4 separate regions of the Sus scrofa genome follow, and regions 2, 3 and 4 are each linked to region 1. A link is a contact called in public HiChIP or PLAC-seq data. All regions are on one chromosome and are shown on one strand. Each heading gives the region's core, a stretch centred on a gene start, on an enhancer-like site or on the middle of the called end of the contact. The rest is flanking DNA. Distances are from core to core; before and after follow the strand shown.

Evidence for each region. HiChIP or PLAC-seq counts read pairs in DNA pulled down with a chosen protein or histone mark.
Region 2: an H3K27ac HiChIP or PLAC-seq map of alveolar macrophages shows a contact between it and region 1. The contact joins two enhancer-like sites. A contact is called at or near these places in 1 of 5 promoter capture datasets (liver), 2 of 47 Hi-C or Micro-C datasets (embryonic fibroblasts and liver) and 1 of 2 datasets of contacts at active chromatin or transcription factors (alveolar macrophages).
Region 3: a contact with region 1 is called in an H3K27ac HiChIP or PLAC-seq map of alveolar macrophages, with 7 times the contacts expected there. The contact joins the promoter of SIRPA here to the enhancer-like site in region 1. A contact is called at or near these places in 12 of 47 Hi-C or Micro-C datasets (alveolar macrophages, blood, brain and 7 more) and 2 of 2 datasets of contacts at active chromatin or transcription factors (alveolar macrophages and skeletal muscle).
Region 4: an H3K27ac HiChIP or PLAC-seq map of alveolar macrophages shows a contact between it and region 1. The contact joins two enhancer-like sites. A contact is called at or near these places in 10 of 47 Hi-C or Micro-C datasets (brain, embryonic fibroblasts, epiblast stem cells and 6 more) and 1 of 2 datasets of contacts at active chromatin or transcription factors (alveolar macrophages).

What each region holds. Positions count from the first base shown.
Region 1 is chr17:33,698,708-33,702,583 of Sscrofa11.1, forward strand. No RefSeq gene overlaps it. Among named protein-coding and RNA genes, the nearest start is that of SIRPA, 90 kb to the left of the region's middle. Within about 2 kb of position 1,809, at least 15 of the 83 cell types and tissues checked have an H3K27ac peak or open chromatin away from gene starts, as enhancers often do. A contact at or near this core is called in alveolar macrophages, brain, retroperitoneal adipose tissue and 1 more, where this site is marked.
Region 2 is chr17:33,575,807-33,579,682 of Sscrofa11.1, forward strand. SIRPA (signal-regulatory protein alpha) reads right to left here. Exons shown (of 8, transcript NM_001011508.2): 6 at 2,642-2,666. Among named protein-coding and RNA genes, the nearest start is that of SIRPA, 33 kb to the right of the region's middle. Within about 2 kb of position 1,990, at least 1 of the 83 cell types and tissues checked has an H3K27ac peak or open chromatin away from gene starts, as enhancers often do. A contact at or near this core is called in alveolar macrophages, where this site is marked.
Region 3 is chr17:33,608,360-33,612,235 of Sscrofa11.1, forward strand. It overlaps SIRPA (signal-regulatory protein alpha), which reads right to left and starts at 2,158. Exons shown (of 8, transcript NM_001011508.2): 1 at 1,677-2,158. The coding sequence starts at 1,755.
Region 4 is chr17:33,627,921-33,631,796 of Sscrofa11.1, forward strand. No RefSeq gene overlaps it. Among named protein-coding and RNA genes, the nearest start is that of SIRPA, 19 kb to the left of the region's middle. Within about 2 kb of position 2,056, at least 18 of the 83 cell types and tissues checked have an H3K27ac peak or open chromatin away from gene starts, as enhancers often do. A contact at or near this core is called in alveolar macrophages, brain and retroperitoneal adipose tissue, where this site is marked.

The DNA of each region.
Region 1 (3,876 bases), core at 559-3,058:
CCACCAGCCCAGTGCTCTCTTTATAATGTCACTATTTTGCGTCCTTCCTGGCACAGCGAGAAGTGGTAGGTGGAGTCACCCTCAGAGCCTGAATCCAGAGCTGGTCTCCAGCAATACTGGACACTCGAGTAAATTGTTGAGCCTGTTTTGCCATGAATATATTATTCAATTTCTCATTTTTCTTGAAGAGTTGATTCAACCTCCATTTTCCCATCCAGGAAAGGGGGAGATAATTAATCTGCCTCGTGGATCTGCTGTGAGATCCTGCAAGCAAGCACATTTATTTAGAGTATTTGGAACAGAAGCCTGGCACTAGCAGTGTATTTGTGTTTGCCATTAAATTAACACTTGTTATTTGAAATTATCCTGTCTGTTTGTTCCTTTAGTTTTTTATTGCCTCCCTTCTCTCTCTGAAAGGCAAACGTCCCACTTGTGTCTGGATAAACAGATTCCAGCAAGGAGCCGGCAAAGGGCCCAGCCCTTCTGCAACGTCTCCCGTCTCCCGGTGCAGATGGGGAGGCCGAGGCAGGGGTGGAGGGCTGCGAGCGAGCGAGGCTGAAGGAACCAACCCGCTGCGCTGTCGGGCACTCTCTGCGCCCCTCTTTTGCAGGCGGGCACAGAGATGCTGCCAGCTGCGAGTTTCCGTGTCGCAGGCGTTCTGCCTCCCAGCGCGTTTGTCTTTCAAGGCCAGACAGAAGCGATCGCGGAAAAGCCGCCTGCATCCTGCGTCAGCTGCGGTTCAGTATTCAGTCTTCTCACCCCGGTTGGAACAAAGGCATCTTCTTGAAAACAGTAACTTCGTTTGCTGAGATGGCCGGTTTGGAGGTGCCCTGTGCGCTCCAGCGCCCCCGCAGTCCGCCCCCTCCCCCGGGCTGCCGGACAAGCTCCTGCCTCTGAGCTGCACTTCTGCGGAGGCGCAGGGACCGGCGGGTTCTAGTCCCCAGGTCTCCGCCTCTAGGTCTCTGCCCCGGCCAGCTCCTCCGCGGCCATGCGCGGCCTCTCCTCGCCCGTCAGACGGGGCGAGAGCTTGTAGGTACCGGGCCTACGCAGCCGCCTGCAGCGGACCGCAGCGCGCAGGAGGGGCTTGGTGCATATGGGCTCCCGTGTCCCTTTCCGATGCTGTTTCTCAGCTACCTCTTTTGAAATCCCTCCCAACCTCCCTTGGGGACAGGATAAGTTAAGCGGTCAGAGCAGGGGTTCGGGAGGCAGGGAAACCTGCCTCCAAACCCTACCGGACCGCCGGCTGTGCAGCCAGAGCAAGTTACCCTCTTGAGGCCACAGCTTCCTCATCTGTAAAATGGGGATGGAATAGTCAATAGGGTGATCCGTTCAGTCATTGCCACAAATTGCTTGATTCACTAGTATAGTCACTTTTTACAGTGTACAAATGTGGAACAGGTTCAAGGTAGGAAGGGGCTTTTTCAAGGTCGCAAGGCAAACCCTCCAGATCTCCTGAGGGTTTAGTCTTCAGCAGCCTAAAGGGTGAGTTCCCCAAGGGGTTTTATAAAGTCGGATGGCGGTGCGCAGCAAGGAGCTTTAGGGTCATCTCTCTTTCTATGGGCTCTCTGCCCCCACCCCCAGCCCTTAAGACGCACGCATTACCATGGGAACCGGAAGGGTAATGGCTGGCCGATCCTGAGCCTGTTCTGCATGTCTCTCTCCCAAGCCGAAACCATTTATTATTGTTGTTGTTATTATTTTTTAAATGTAATACAGAAAGCCTTGGCTGGGTAGGCGCCAGCCGGCTATTCAGAGCAGCCCCTAACCCCTCCGCAGCTCCCTACCAGGAAGGAAGCCTCAGGTTGCCCTCTAGTGGCCGGCGGGGTTATGCAGGTCCGTGAAGCTGACAGACAAGGGAACCAGAAAAACAAGCTTCTCTTCGCATGTGGTGGAGGCTGTCTGAAAGAGGGAGGGAGAAAATACAGCCTGGTCCTCTCACTGCTATTTGTGGTCCTGGTGGATCTCTCAGGAATCTTGGGAATAGAGAATAAAAGACCAAATTTGAAAGGCACAGGAGTTTTTTTCATTCTGCTTTTATTTATTTTTGAATAGATGACACATTTACATGATTCAAAAGATAAAAGGCTGTAGAGTGAAGAGGAAGTCTCCCTTCCACTCTTGGTCCCCGCCACCCAGTTCCCCTTCCTAGAGGCAGGCATTGTCATGTTTCTCACATCTCCTCCTGCAGAAAGCCTATGCAAACACAAATATTTTACAGGTTTAGTAGCTTCCTCTGTATACTCTTTTGCATCTTGCTGCTTCACTTAAAAATGTATCATGGGATTTGTTCCATATTGATTCATGGACAGCTGCCTCATTCTTTTGAACAGCTGCATAATATTCCATTGTCCGGATCTCATAATTATTTGATCAGTCTTCTATTGACAAGACTTTAAATTGCTCCTAATCTTTTGTAATCATGATGTTACAACAAAAACCTTGTACATACACTGTTGTGCATATGAGTAAATCACTTAGCTGTTGCTGTATAACAAACACAAGTTTTTCAACAAAAGGCTTTTGTTACTGTTCAGATGGATCACTGCTAACCCTGCTGATCTGGGTCAGGCTGGGCTCATTTTGTGTTGGCTCCTTGTGTGAATGGATTGGAGGGTGGCTCTTGCTGAGGTCTGGCTGGTCTAGGAAGAATGGGCTCAGTCACATGTGTAGCAGTTGGCTGGTTGTCAGCTGGGGTAAGAAGGGTGCTTGGGCCATGTCTCTTATCAAGCAACATGCAGTCTGGAAACTCCATGACTGGTATCCCATTCCATCATGTTCTGTTAGTCCAAGCAAGTCACAGGCTAGATTCAAGAGGTGGGGAAAAGGAAACCACCTCTCTGAGGGAGGAGCTGTAAATTCATGTTGCAAAGGGTATGACGCAAGGGCCATGGATTATTGTGGCCATTAAGAAATATATTTCTTTTTTTCTTTTTTTTTTTTGGTCTTTTTGCCTTTTTCTAGAGCCACACCTGTGGCATATGGAGGTTCACAGGCTAGGGGTCTAATCAGAGCTGTAGCCACCGGCAACACCAGATCCGAGCCACGTCTGCGACCTACACCACGGCTCACGGCAACGCCAGATCCTTAACCCACTGAGCAAAGCCAGGGATCGAACCCACAACCTCATGGTTCCTAGTTGGATTCATTAACCACTGCGCCACAACGGGAACTCCCAGAAATATATTTCCATAGTGTTTTTAGTTTATAATGGTTAGCTTTACAGACAAGTTGCAAGGATAGTACAGAGTTCCTGGACCCCTGCACACTACTGCCCCTATTGTTAGCATCTTGTATTCCTGGAATATGTTTGTCAACTAAAGAGCCAATATCGATACATTATTATTAGTTCAAATTATTATTAGCTCAACTCTGTTCTTTATGCAGATCTCATTGGCTTTTCCTTAATGTCTTTTTCTGTCTCAAGAGCCCATCCAGGATGCCACATTACATTTCATCATTATGTCTACTCAGGTTCCTCTTGGCTGTGACAGTTTCTCAGACTTACCTTACTTTTTTTTTTTTTTTTTTTGAAGACTTTTCCGATATTGAGGTGTGCCAGTCTGGAGGTCTGTAGAATGTTCCTCCAGTTGGGTGTTAGGTGTTTTTCTCATCATTAGACTGGAGTTAGGGCTTCTGAAGAAGCAGACCACAGAGATGAAGTGTTGTTCGTCACACATGCCATCATCTACCATTAATGACGTTAACTTTAGTCCCCCGGCTGAGGTAGTGTTGCCACGTTTCTCCCCTGGAATGTTACTGTTTCCCCCTCTTTCCATACTGTTTTCTGAGAAAGGAAGTCCCTCTGTAGAGCCCACATTTAACCAGATGGAGAGTTGTTCTCCACTTCCTTAAAGGGGCAGAATAAATTATTTGGAA
Region 2 (3,876 bases), core at 740-3,239, 120 kb before region 1:
GACCCTGGGTGGTACAGGAGCAGGGGTGGGGAGGACATCTCAGGGAGAGAGGCCAGGGCACAAGAGGGAGGAGGAGAGCGAGGAGGAGGGATGGAGGAGGTGCCTGAATGCGAGCCCTGGGAGTGGCCGGAAGTGAAACTGTCCAAGCTGGCAGGACAGGACCACGAGGAGCTTGAGGGTCTCGAGAGGGCGTCTGGACTATCTCAAGGGCCACAGGATGCCGTTGGGGGTGTTTAGGCAAAGGATGGAAGCCAAGTCTGGCCCCTGGGAAAGAGTGTACTCGGTGGGGGACGTGTGATGGGAAGACATGGCAACAGGAAAACAAACAGGTGTGCGGCTGGCCTGTTATGGGGATGGGGAGGCTGGGAGGTTGGCCAGGGCTCAGAGCAGGAAGCCACCTGTGGAGGTCAGAGCAGAAAGCAAGACTTTCTCTCAGGGGTACCACGGACACCTGCTGGGGGCAGGAGGGACCCACACGGTTTCCCGGGGCCCCACAGACAGGTTAGATGCTCCTGCTATGTGCAGCTGCAGTGTCTAGTCCACTCCCATCGCTACACCCACCACCACCTGTGGCCTCCAAACACAAGACAAAGCATCCCCAGACCCCCAACCTTGGGGCTGTCCTTGACCCTACAATCTGTCAGCAAAAATCCTTTTGGGAATTCCCATGATGGCTCAGCAGAAATGAATCTGACTAGTATCCATGAAGATGCAGGTGTGATCCCTGGCCTCGCTTAGTGCATTAAGGATCTGGCGTTGCCATCACCTGTGGTGTTGGTCACAGATGTGGATGTGGCTCGGGTCTCACGTTGCTGTGGCTGTGGTGTAGGCTGGCAGCTGTAGCTCTGATTCGGCCCCTAGCCTGGGAACTTCCACATGACGTGGGTGTGGCCCTAAAAAGCAAAAAAAAAAAAAAAAAAAAAAAAAAAAAAAAAGAAAGAAAGAAAGAAAAAAAAAAAAAAAGACAAAAAAAAAAAAAAAAAAAAAAAAAAAATCCCTTGGGCTCTACTTCCAAAATATATCCAGAATCTGACCATTTCTAAGCCCATCCCACTACCCTGGTTCAGGCCGCTACCATCTGCGTAGACCACCACAGCAGCCTCCTCTCTGGCCTCTCTGCCTCCACCCTCACCTCCTATAGCTTGGTCCCCACATGATGGTCAGGGTGGTACATTTAAAACAAAGTCAGATCAGAGCTGACCTGTGGGTGCAGTGGGTTAAGGATCCTGCACTGCCCCTGCAGGGGCTCGGGAGGCTGCTGTGATGCGGGTTTGATCCCTGGCCTGGGAACTTCCACATGCACAGGTATGGCCAAGAATAAATAATGAATAAAATAAAACAAAGTCCATCATCTCCCTCCTGTGTCTCCTCATCCCACTGGGAGTAAAACCCCATATCCTAACAGCCACAGGCCCAAGACGACTGGCCTTCACTCCAGATTCTCAATTCCGCTTTTGAAATCCGCAGAGCTTTCCAAAAAAAAAACAAAACCCAAAACCAAAAGGCTTGCAAAATCCATTTAGTGGCAAAATCTGTCCTTAACTAACAGGAAGCTGTTTGTAGTTTGTATTTATTGTCCTTAGCACAGACGTTCGTATGTTTCCACGCAGGTACACTCACGCAGTAGATGACGGCACTGGGGTGAGTACTGGGGGCCTTCCCCAAAGCTGAAACGTCTGGATTAGTAACTCATCTGTCGCAAGGGCTCCAGCAGAGAGACTGTGGCCTGTACCTCCCCCCTCCCCCACCCCCTCCCTTCATTCCTTCCGCCCCAACTGCACCTGCCTCCCCCACCCTCTCAACACTTCCCACCTAGAGCCTTCGCCTTGGTTGCTCTCTGGTCCAGCGGGCACCCCTTACGGTCTGTCCTCCCACCCCCGCCCCGCCCCTACCCCCCAGCTTTGGATCCTTGCTCACATCCCCTCTTCAGTGGAGGCCCTTCCCCTGCCCTCCCTCCCATCTTCATCCCTTTGCTGAGTTTGACTCATCACCATCCACCAGGACTTTCCACATTGTTTCGCCTCCAGGCTCACTGCCTGCCTCTCTCACCAGTGCCTGAGCCTCATGGAGGCCCCGACTGATTCTTGTTCACTGCAGTATCCTGAGCATTCAGAACAGAGCAGGTGCACAGAGAAGGGACGTGGCGAAAATCACCAAAAACCTACATCGACAAACTAATGTACTGTCTGTGATGTAATGTCATCACTTGAGCTTCCGCCCAGGGTGTGGGCTTCAGGGGAGCACAGCTGTTCTAGCCGACCCAGCCACCCTGGCATCGCCAGGGCCGCCCTTGCCAAGGCACTCAATAAATATTTAACGAACAAAGGGAAGAGCAGAGTATACAGCGCGGTTCTGGGGGCAGGTTTCTGTCACAGTCCAAACGGGGTTTGATAAGGGGCTCACTGTCCATGAACAGTAGGCAAGAAATCGGTGCCTCCACAGGCCGAAATCCCTGCAAATCCCCTCATTTGAGACAGGAATTAAAGATGAACCTGATGTGAGGAGCTTACAAAGGAAGGAAACAGGAAAGCGGGCTGGCACAGGAATGAGGGTCAGTGGGTGCAGATTATGCTTTGCCGTTTTAGGGGCAAACCACCAAATAAGAACTGCAAAAGTACCCCCTGCCCAGTGATGCACTTACCTTGTAGAAGACGTGGAGCCTTTGGCTGCAAAAGAAAAGAAACAGAAGCCGATTGTTTCACCTAGAAATACCATTTTCTTATGTAAATTTTTTTTTTTTTTTTTTTTTTTTTTGGTGGAGGGTGGGGGTAGGGTGAGCAGAGGTTTGTCTCCAGGGATGTTGGGGGGAATTGTTAAAATCATATCCTCCAAACCACGGAAACCCCATGCCCACCCCAGTGGGGTGGGTGGTCCATTATCTTTCACGGAGGAAGATGAGTGAGTGGGGCTTTCCTGCTGTCCCACCTCTGGGAGCTGCCAAGGGTCAGATGCCAAAGCAGCCTTCAGCCTGGGAGAGGCCACCTGCCCTCGCCCTGAGCCTCACTTCCATCCACCATGCACATTCCCTGAGGCCCTGTAGCAAACCTGGGTCACCATCGGGGTCCTTCACTGCTGGAAACTAGGTTCTAGCAGGGCTGCTAGGGGTGTGTGTGTGGGCGGGGGAAGCAAGCGTGAATCCCACTTCTGCCACCAACTCACTGGCTGTGTGATCCGGGGTGGATCGCCTCCCCTCTCTGAGCTTGGATTTCAACGCTCTAACTCACAGGGTTGGGCTGGACATGCATTTTCATCTCACCACTTTCCAAAAAAGGATCTTGGGAGGAAAGAAAGGGTCCATCTGGCTCAGAGATTTTAAGCCTGTGATATGGGGCATCCCACAGAGAAGCCACTGGGGTTCAGCCACCATTTGACTCTCATTTTGCTGTAAAATTGTAATTAAAAAGCAACATGCGCAGGCAAATGGGCTCTCCTCCACATTTTCACAGGCTGGAGGCTGCCACAATGCAAGCATTCTCACTGCCACATCGACGCTTGGTGCCTGGGTAGGTATTGGATTTTTAGGTGAGTGGTGCTAGGTAGGAAGGCTGCAGCTCAGCATCTAACTCATCTGAATGGAGGCTGATGAGTTGCCAAGTGTTAGGACACAAGTCCTCTCAGAGGACACTGAGGACAGGATACTGATCAACCTCATTTTACACCAAGGACCCCAAACGACTCCTTAAGGTTAGTTGATACGTGGTAGAATTGAACTTGGGATATTTCCTTGCACGTATTGAGGTAGCAGATGGCAGGCACCTCCAGGGTACCAACAAGGGAGACCGGGTGTCTCATTAGGGTGGAAGTGATGTGCAGAGGCCTCAGATGTGGCCTCTGCAGACCTACTGTCCAGGTTTGAATCCTGGCCTTAGAACACAC
Region 3 (3,876 bases), core at 908-3,407, 90 kb before region 1:
TTTACGGCCTAATCTTTACCATTTTATAGATTGTTTTTATAGGCGAAAGGGGGAGAATCTGCTCCCAGGAAGGGTGTTGGTGTTCCCAGGCAGCCCTGGGCAGCGCCGCTGCCCATCAGAATACTCGTTACTCGGCGTCACCCCTCATTTGCCAGGGACGGAACCACGGGGTCCTGCACAGAGAAGGGTCTGCGATAGACATTGAGAAATTAACTCGGGCCCAGCTCCCCGCTTCGGGAAAAATCAGGCGCTTGTGAGAGACCCTTGTGTATTTCCAGCCCGGGAAGGAGGGCAGGGCAGGGCAGGACCTTGGACTTTTTTTTTTTTCGCTGGGTGCTGGGCGTTAATGGTCAGCTCAGGCAGGAAGGAGTGGATCAGAGATGCCACTGGCTCACCAGAGAGACGTGACACCTCTCAGGGGCCCCTCCTGCCCAGCAAGTGTAATCGAAAGACCTGTGGTGGAGGGGGTGGGAGGATGCCTGCGTGGATTCCAGGGGTTCAGGGGAAACTGCGGGGCAGAGAGACGCTGCTGTCCACCCCCACCTCTCCCTCCACCCACTCTTTGCTAGTTCTCCCTTTCTCACTGCCATCAGATGGTTACCAGTCTCTAGGCAAATGCCGAAGGAGGGGGGGGAGGTGGATACTGAGCTCATCTTTACCTCCCTCCTCAGGGGAGGGAGGGGCAGAGACCCCTCCACCGACGACACAGCTTCAAGGAACCAAACCCCCAAATCCCCATCTTTCCCACCCCAACTCCTTTAACACAGTTTTTCTGCCCCCCACACCCTCCCAAGGGACTCAACATTCTGCAAAACCCCTTTAAGAAGCAGGGCTCCTGAACGGTGACCTCACCCCTTGGCGAACACACGGTAGCCTTCAGAGCCCGCCTGCTGGAGACAGCCAGGTGTTTGATGTAGGCCAACAAAAAGACATGCTCAGAGCCACAGGTAACAGCCCCACAGAGCACCTGAACTGCAGGGAGCTGCCTGGAAGCCTGAGGAAGGCAGGAGGAAGGGGGAGAGAGGCAGGAGAGCAGCAGGGAACACGACCAGCCAGTGAGGGGCTTTGGCAACCTCGGAGGGGACAATCCGCCTGTTTTCACATCAGGATCTGTTGCATCGAGGCAGCTCACCCCAGGGTTACCTCGGCCTCCCCTCCTGGCTCTCCCCCCATCTAAGCCTGTTTTACTCTGCGCACAAGAAGGAGAGCTCACTCTTCCCTGGTTGCCACAGCCTGCTTCTGTTCCATCCCAGGCAGTACTGGAAAGACCTCTGCGCCCACCCCCTTCTCTCAGACCCCGAAGTCAAACATGGGGAAAACATAAGTCCAGGGAGGGAGCTTCCAGAGAAGCCAGAGGCGCCTTGCTCTGAAAGCCACTGACAGCCTGCCTCCCCCCTCAGATTGGGCAGGGACCTGAACCAACTCGTCTGGGTATGTCTGGGTGCCCAGCATAGTGCGGCACAGTCAGAGTCCAGAGAGACTGGGTTCCATCCTTGGCTGTGTGACCTTGGGCAAGTCGCTGACCCTCTCTGGACCTCAGTTTCCGCATCTGTAACCCTGGTTACCGGCACCTCTCCCCGATTACTGTTCAACAGTAGCCGGGTGGCTCCCAGGGGCCATCTGAGAGGCCTGAGCCTGAAATGTGGGGACGGCGGCGGCGGGAGCGGGGTGCTTACCTGTCCAGGCGCTCAACAAGGCGAGCAGCAGGCAGAGCAGCGGCCCGAGGCGGCCGGGGGCCGGGCGGGCGGGCTCCATGGGCCGCGGCTGCGGAGCGAGGAGGGAGAGCGGCCGTGAGTGCGCGCTCGGGCGGGCGCGGGCTGGAGCGGGGAAATGACTAAGGCTCCCCCCTCTCCCCCCACCTCCCCTCCCGGCCGGGCTTTCCCCCTCCCTCCCCGGAACGGGCGCCTGGAGCGGCTTAGGAGCCGCCTTCAGCGCCGCGATTTTCGGAGAAACCCCCCCGCCGCCACCCCCCACCCCCGAGATCGAGAGACAGAGAAGGGGGAGAGACCCCAAGCGCGCGAGAAACGAAGCCAGGGACGGCCCGCGAGAGGCGGCAGGAGAGGGAAACAGACCCAAGGGAGCCAGGCAGAGAGCCAGAGACACAGAGAGGCGAGAGAGGGAGAGAAAGAGCGAGCGAGCGAGCGGGCGCGGAGTGAGCGAGGCGGCGCGCAGATCGAGACAGCGCGGGAGAGGGAGGACCGCGAGGGCAGGGCGAGGGGCAGCGGGCCCAGCCGCCCCCGCCGCTGCCCACCTGCCCCGCCCGGGCTCCTCGCGGCGCCGCGGCTCGTCTCCTCCGGCCCGCAGTCCCGGCCGCGGCCCCCGCCTTCCTTCCCTTCCCCTCCTCCCTCCGGCCGCGCGGGAGGCTGCGGGGCTCGGGCCCCGCCGGCACCTCCGCCGAGCGCCCGCCCGCCCGCTGCGCGCCCCGGGGAGGGAGGGAGCGAGGGCGGCGCGCGCGGCCCCGGCACCCCCGGCACCCCCGGCCCGGCCCCGGCCGCGGCCCCCGCCGCCGGCGCCCCGCTCGGCTCGGGACTGGAGGAGCCTCGGCTCCAACAATGTGCCAGTTCAGAAGCCCGCGCGCGGCGGCCCCCGGCCCCGAACCGCCTCCCCCACCCCTCGCTCCCTCCCTCTGCCAGCCGGGCTCGGACCTGCGCGGCCGGCGAGGGCTGGAGGACAGTGGAAGCGCCGCCGGGGCTGCCCAGAGACCGGGCCCCTGGCTCCACTTTGCGCAAACTTGTTTTTCTAAGGTCAGCGCCGCGAGCCGACTAAATAGTCCTCTTAAGGTGGACTGGGGAAGTTGCGGTCGACCTCCCGCCGCCTCCGGACTCCGGGCCAGTCTCTGCTTCCCACCGCGGGAGGCTGCAGGCGGCGAGGGGAGCGGGGAGTGGAGGAAGGGGGGAGTCTGGCGTTCGCCCCTCCCCAGTGGCCCTGCCCGGGTGCCCTCAGCCGAAGGCCCCTCTCGGGGAGGGTGAGGGCCAGAGGGGCCCCGATTCTTTCAAAGCTGGGCCGAGGTGAAGGAAAAGCAGGAAGTAAGTGGAGGTAGGGGGAAGGGGAGAGGAAGGAGAGAGTGATGGTACAAAAATAGCGTGTGTGTAGGAAGGACTTCAGTACCGCCTGGAAAAGAGGCGCGGAGAGGAGAGGGAGCCAGAAGGGGGGCTGTGGCCGGGAAACCAGAGGGGCAGGGTCCGGCCTCCCTGGGGAGGTGGGCTCTCCGAACAGGTGCCTCTCTGTCAAGGATGGCTGCTTCAGGGGTGGGGGAGGCCCAGGCAGGGTGTGGGGCCAGGCGGAACTTGAAGGCCTGGGCTTCAGGAAGATGTCAGGCAGCCAGGAAGATGCAGGCAAGTGAGGAGAGCAGGGCCAAGGGGTCTGGAGGCGGGACAGAGCCTGCTGGTGAGAAAAAAGCAACCTTTCTCCCTCTTTCAATCTCTCTGTCTCTCTCCTTCCCTGAGGAAAAGCTGTGTTACCAGTAGCAGCCAGGTCAGGGCTAGGGGGTGGCAATACTCTGGGCCCCTGACCAAAGAAGCCTCCAGATTGTGGGAGGGAAGGGAGTCCAAGACCCTCTTATTGCTTATTTCCAATTAAGCAATGGCTTTAAAAAGCCATTAGAGCCGTACGAATGAAGCAAGGTAGAAGGACCAGTCCTATACATTGAGCCCAGAGAAGGAGTGAACTTGCTCCAGGCCACACAGCAAGGTCTGGGGTAGAAAGAAGATTTGAATTTCTGATTCCCAGGCTAAAGATCTTTGCAAAGTGGCCCTCGCCCCCGCCCCCATCCCCAGCCTCTCCGTCAAATGCTTGGTCCTGGTATGGTCTAAGGCAGACAGGATGCTGCTACGGACCCGATTCCCTAGCTTCAAGTCCTCTCAGCCACCTCTTGTG
Region 4 (3,876 bases), core at 806-3,305, 71 kb before region 1:
TCTGTCCTCGCCTGCTCTCCGCCAAGCACCAGGCTGTGAGTTCCCGGTGGGCCCGGAAGTCCCAGGATCTCCTGCGAGGGCTGGACCCCCCATGCCCTGCCGTGGCCGGAAGCAGCCAGGCTGCTGGGCCGCTTTGAGAGTGGGTGTCCTTGTGAGAATGTGACCACTGGGAGGTCTTCGGGGGACTGGGGAGGTGCTGGGACAATCGGTCGCTGTTTGGGGGAGTGAAGCTGGCAGGGCCTTGCCCCTCGGCACCGAGCCTCTTCCAAGCCCCTGCCAAGCCGGGGCCTGGTTTTCCACTGCCTGCCGGTTCCAGGGTGCTCGGGGGGGAGGGCGGGCGCAGGGCTTTGCTCCTGTCTCCAGAGTCTTAGCTCTGCTCAAGGAGGAGGCCTGAGCAGGTTTGCAAAGCAGCAGACATGCTCTGCCTGGGCCTTGCTCTTTGCAGGGCTGCTGGGGACCGCACAGGCCACGGAGAAGCTCGAGACCGTGTGCTTGGGTGGCCCTCGTCAAGTGCCTTGGCTGGGGAGACAGCAAGGGAACAAAATAAAGTCTCTGTCTCTGTGCAGCCTATGTTCTCATGCTGGGAGATGTGAAAGCTGGAGAGAGCACAAGGGAGAAAAATAAAGTGGCATGAAGGGACTCAGGTGATGATACAGGGGCTGTTTTTGCTGGACTGATGCGTGGCTCTCTGAAACGATGACGTTTGCACAGACACCCAAAGGGTGCCGTGGAGAGAGAGAGGTGTGAATATCTGGAGGAAGAGTGTTCAGGCGGAGGGAACTGCATGGGCAGCGCTGCTGAGCAGGGAGAGGACCTGCACATTCGAGAAGCGCCTAAAGGGTGCAGCGATGGAGAGGGAGGGGGAAGACGAGGAGTCCGAAGAGGTGAACCTCCTCACATCCACCGTCATCACCTCCATCCTACAGACGGGGAAACTGAGCTCAGGCAGGTTAGGCAACTTGCCTGAAGCCACACCACTGGTGACCAGAGGCACGTGGTCTGACACCCATTCCTTCTGATGCCAGAGCCTCTTATTCTCTGTGTTACGAAGATGCTTGATTGTGAAGCACAGGTGGTGCCTTAGAATCAGTAACCTGGGGCTCACTGGGGCTCATTGGGGGTGGGTCATTTTCTCTTCCAAAATCAGTGGGGCTGCATGCTGGACCCCGGGGGCAGGACCATCTCTGAGGGCCTTCCTGGAGAGCGAGGGTCTGCAGGCCTGGTCGTTATCCTCCGGCTGCCCTCACTCGTCACTCAGCTCTTCTGGGCCTTGGCTTTCTTATCTGTAAACGGAAGCTAAGAAGGTAAGAGGCAGATGAGCTCAGGCTGTGGTAGGCGATGAGGAAACCTGGACCCCCCCACTCTCTGTAGGCCCCCGAAGCTGTGGTCCTTACATCTCAGAGGGACCCTCCCTGGGCATGCGTTCAGAAGGAAGCATCTCTCCCCAGGGGTGCTGGCCTGAAACAGGCTTCTGAGAGGTGCAGATGCAGGGAGCTGGGGGACCACACTCCAGGGGTAAAACCTTGTGAAAAGGGGAGACATGGGCAGCCCCCTCCCGGCCCCTCCCAGGGCTCTCCCTGCTTTTCTGTTGCGGCATCCATCACACTTGTAATTACTTGTTTAGCATCTGTCTGCTTCTCTGGGCTGCACGCTGTCTCTGCTGGCCTTGTTCATGGCTGGGTCCCCAGCACTGAGCAGCCTGCCTGGGGCGTAATAAATGTTTGCTGGGAAAACAAACAAACAGACGCCTGGCTGGCTAAGTGAATGCACGGATGCTCTTTGGAGCAGCTGGACGCAGTGGCCCCCTGAGGTCTGGGATCTAACAGAGGCTCTTCAGCCACACGCTTCTTGTGTGATCTTGGGCAAGTCATAGTGTTTTCTGGAAAACTAGGTAGGTGAGTGAGGAAGCGTGGCTTGCAGAGGATCCTGGAGAGGTCTGGAGGGGTGCGTGGGAACGAAGTTCAGGGAGAGAGAACTGCATGGGCCAAAGCAAGGCGGCCTGCTCAGGGCACAGCCAGATGTCCGTGGGACCAGTGCTGGCCCTGCCCCTGGGTAGTGTGCACTGTGTATGAGGAAGCTCAGGCACAGACAGGAAAAGCCCTGGCCTCAAGGCTCCTCAGCATGGGGCCTGGGGGGGTGGGTGTGGGTGGCAGGCTCTTCTCCCCCTCGTGGGGGCCACGTGGAGGGGTGGTGGCACGGGGCAAGGGGACTGGGGAGGCTTTCAGGTCAGTGCTGGGGGCCTCAAAGATCAGGCCGATGAGCCCAGACTCAGGGCTCGAGGCCTAGGGAGCCCAGGTGCTGGGGAGGCAGGGAGAAGGGGAACTCGCCCTCAGACAAGGGCCCCCGGCTGTGCCATGCGTGGGGCAGTGAGGACAGAGTCATTGCACAGAACCCCCCTCACTTCTCCTTCCCTTACTTGAAGGGGAACTCTGAGGAGAGGCAAGGGTTTCTCAACTGGGGCCACTTGGGGGGGTGGGCGCTTAGCTTGGTGGCTGGTGGGTGTGCCCATGTGTGTGCCAGGGTGACTCAGAGAGGACACCACGCCTCTGCGAGACGGAATTCTATCATGGAAATCGTTTGGTAGCCCTCGGGTGGCACGAGGTCGCACAGCAAGCTGGCACTAGAATATTTCGAGCTCGCAGTAATGAAAGCAAACGGCAATTTGGCGTGTCTTCAGGCTTGAAAGCCGCAGCGGCGTTCAGTCATTGCAGGCCCGTCATTACCCGCCGCTAATGGGGCCTGCTGCTCCCAGGCTGGGGAGGGAGCGAGGGCTCAGAGAGGTTAAGTGACTTGCCCAGCGTCACAGGGCCAGTAATGGGAGGGCAAAGTCCGGGCCGCAGTTTGGCCTCTCCCCCTCCCCCAAGGCCAGGCTGCTCCCCGAATGGATCAGCTCTGAGCGGTTCCTAAGCGCTGGTTTCCATAGCAGCCGGGCCATTCCGCACAAAGGCTCCCCCATCTTCCCTGGGCTTCGCTGCTGTGGGGGCTGCAGGGGCGGGACATGCTCTGTTTTGGGGGGCAGCCGCGGGGCCGGGCGGGGAGAAGCTGACAGGCTGTTTGGACAGTGGTGGGGCCCCTGGCCCTTACAGGAGGGCCACTCTTTTTCAGTTCTTCCATTTTGGCTCTGGACTCGAGTTCTCTTTGAGGTTGAGAGGGTGGGGAGAGCGGAGAGAGAAAGATAAATGGAAAAACCAGAAACAGAAAATGGGAAAGACAGAGACAAAAGAAATCATATAAGAGCCCAGACAGCAAAAAAATGAAGAGGCATGCGCTGCTTTCCAGACAAATCGTTTCATGGCATCTTAATAATCGTGCGAGGGGGGTTCTGTTTACTCTGATTTTACAGGTGAGGAAACTGAGGGCAATTGCAGTGCTTCTCGGAATAAAGCCCAAGCGCCAGCCTGTCTCTCCCGGGAGGTGGGGGGAGAGGATGCTGCTTAAAGGGTAGGTTCCCTGCCTTACCCTGGACACACAGGATCAATATCTCTGGGTGGGGCCGGGAACCTGAATTTAGGTGATTCCCCGGGAGAATCTTCTAGAGAGCAAAGTTGGAGGTGTCCCCTGTCAGGATGGCTGTTCGGTCCTTTGCTTAAGTTTATGTGGCATTAATGCAGAGCCAGGATTTAGGACCCAGAAGGGAGTGAGAGAGAGAGGAAAGTGACAAAGAGGAGCTTTTAAAGCAAGACTGATATGCCTCAGAAGAGAAGGCAGAGAGCAAGGAAGGAATAAGGCAGGAAGAGCCACGTGGAGCGGTCGGTCTGCAGCTTGAGGGAAGCTGCAGGATCTGGTGGGATCAGGGCGAGTTTGTTGACCCTGGACAGTCTAAACGCTCTAAGCGCAGCCCTCGCTTAACCCTCTCACCAGGCCAAGGAGATGGGT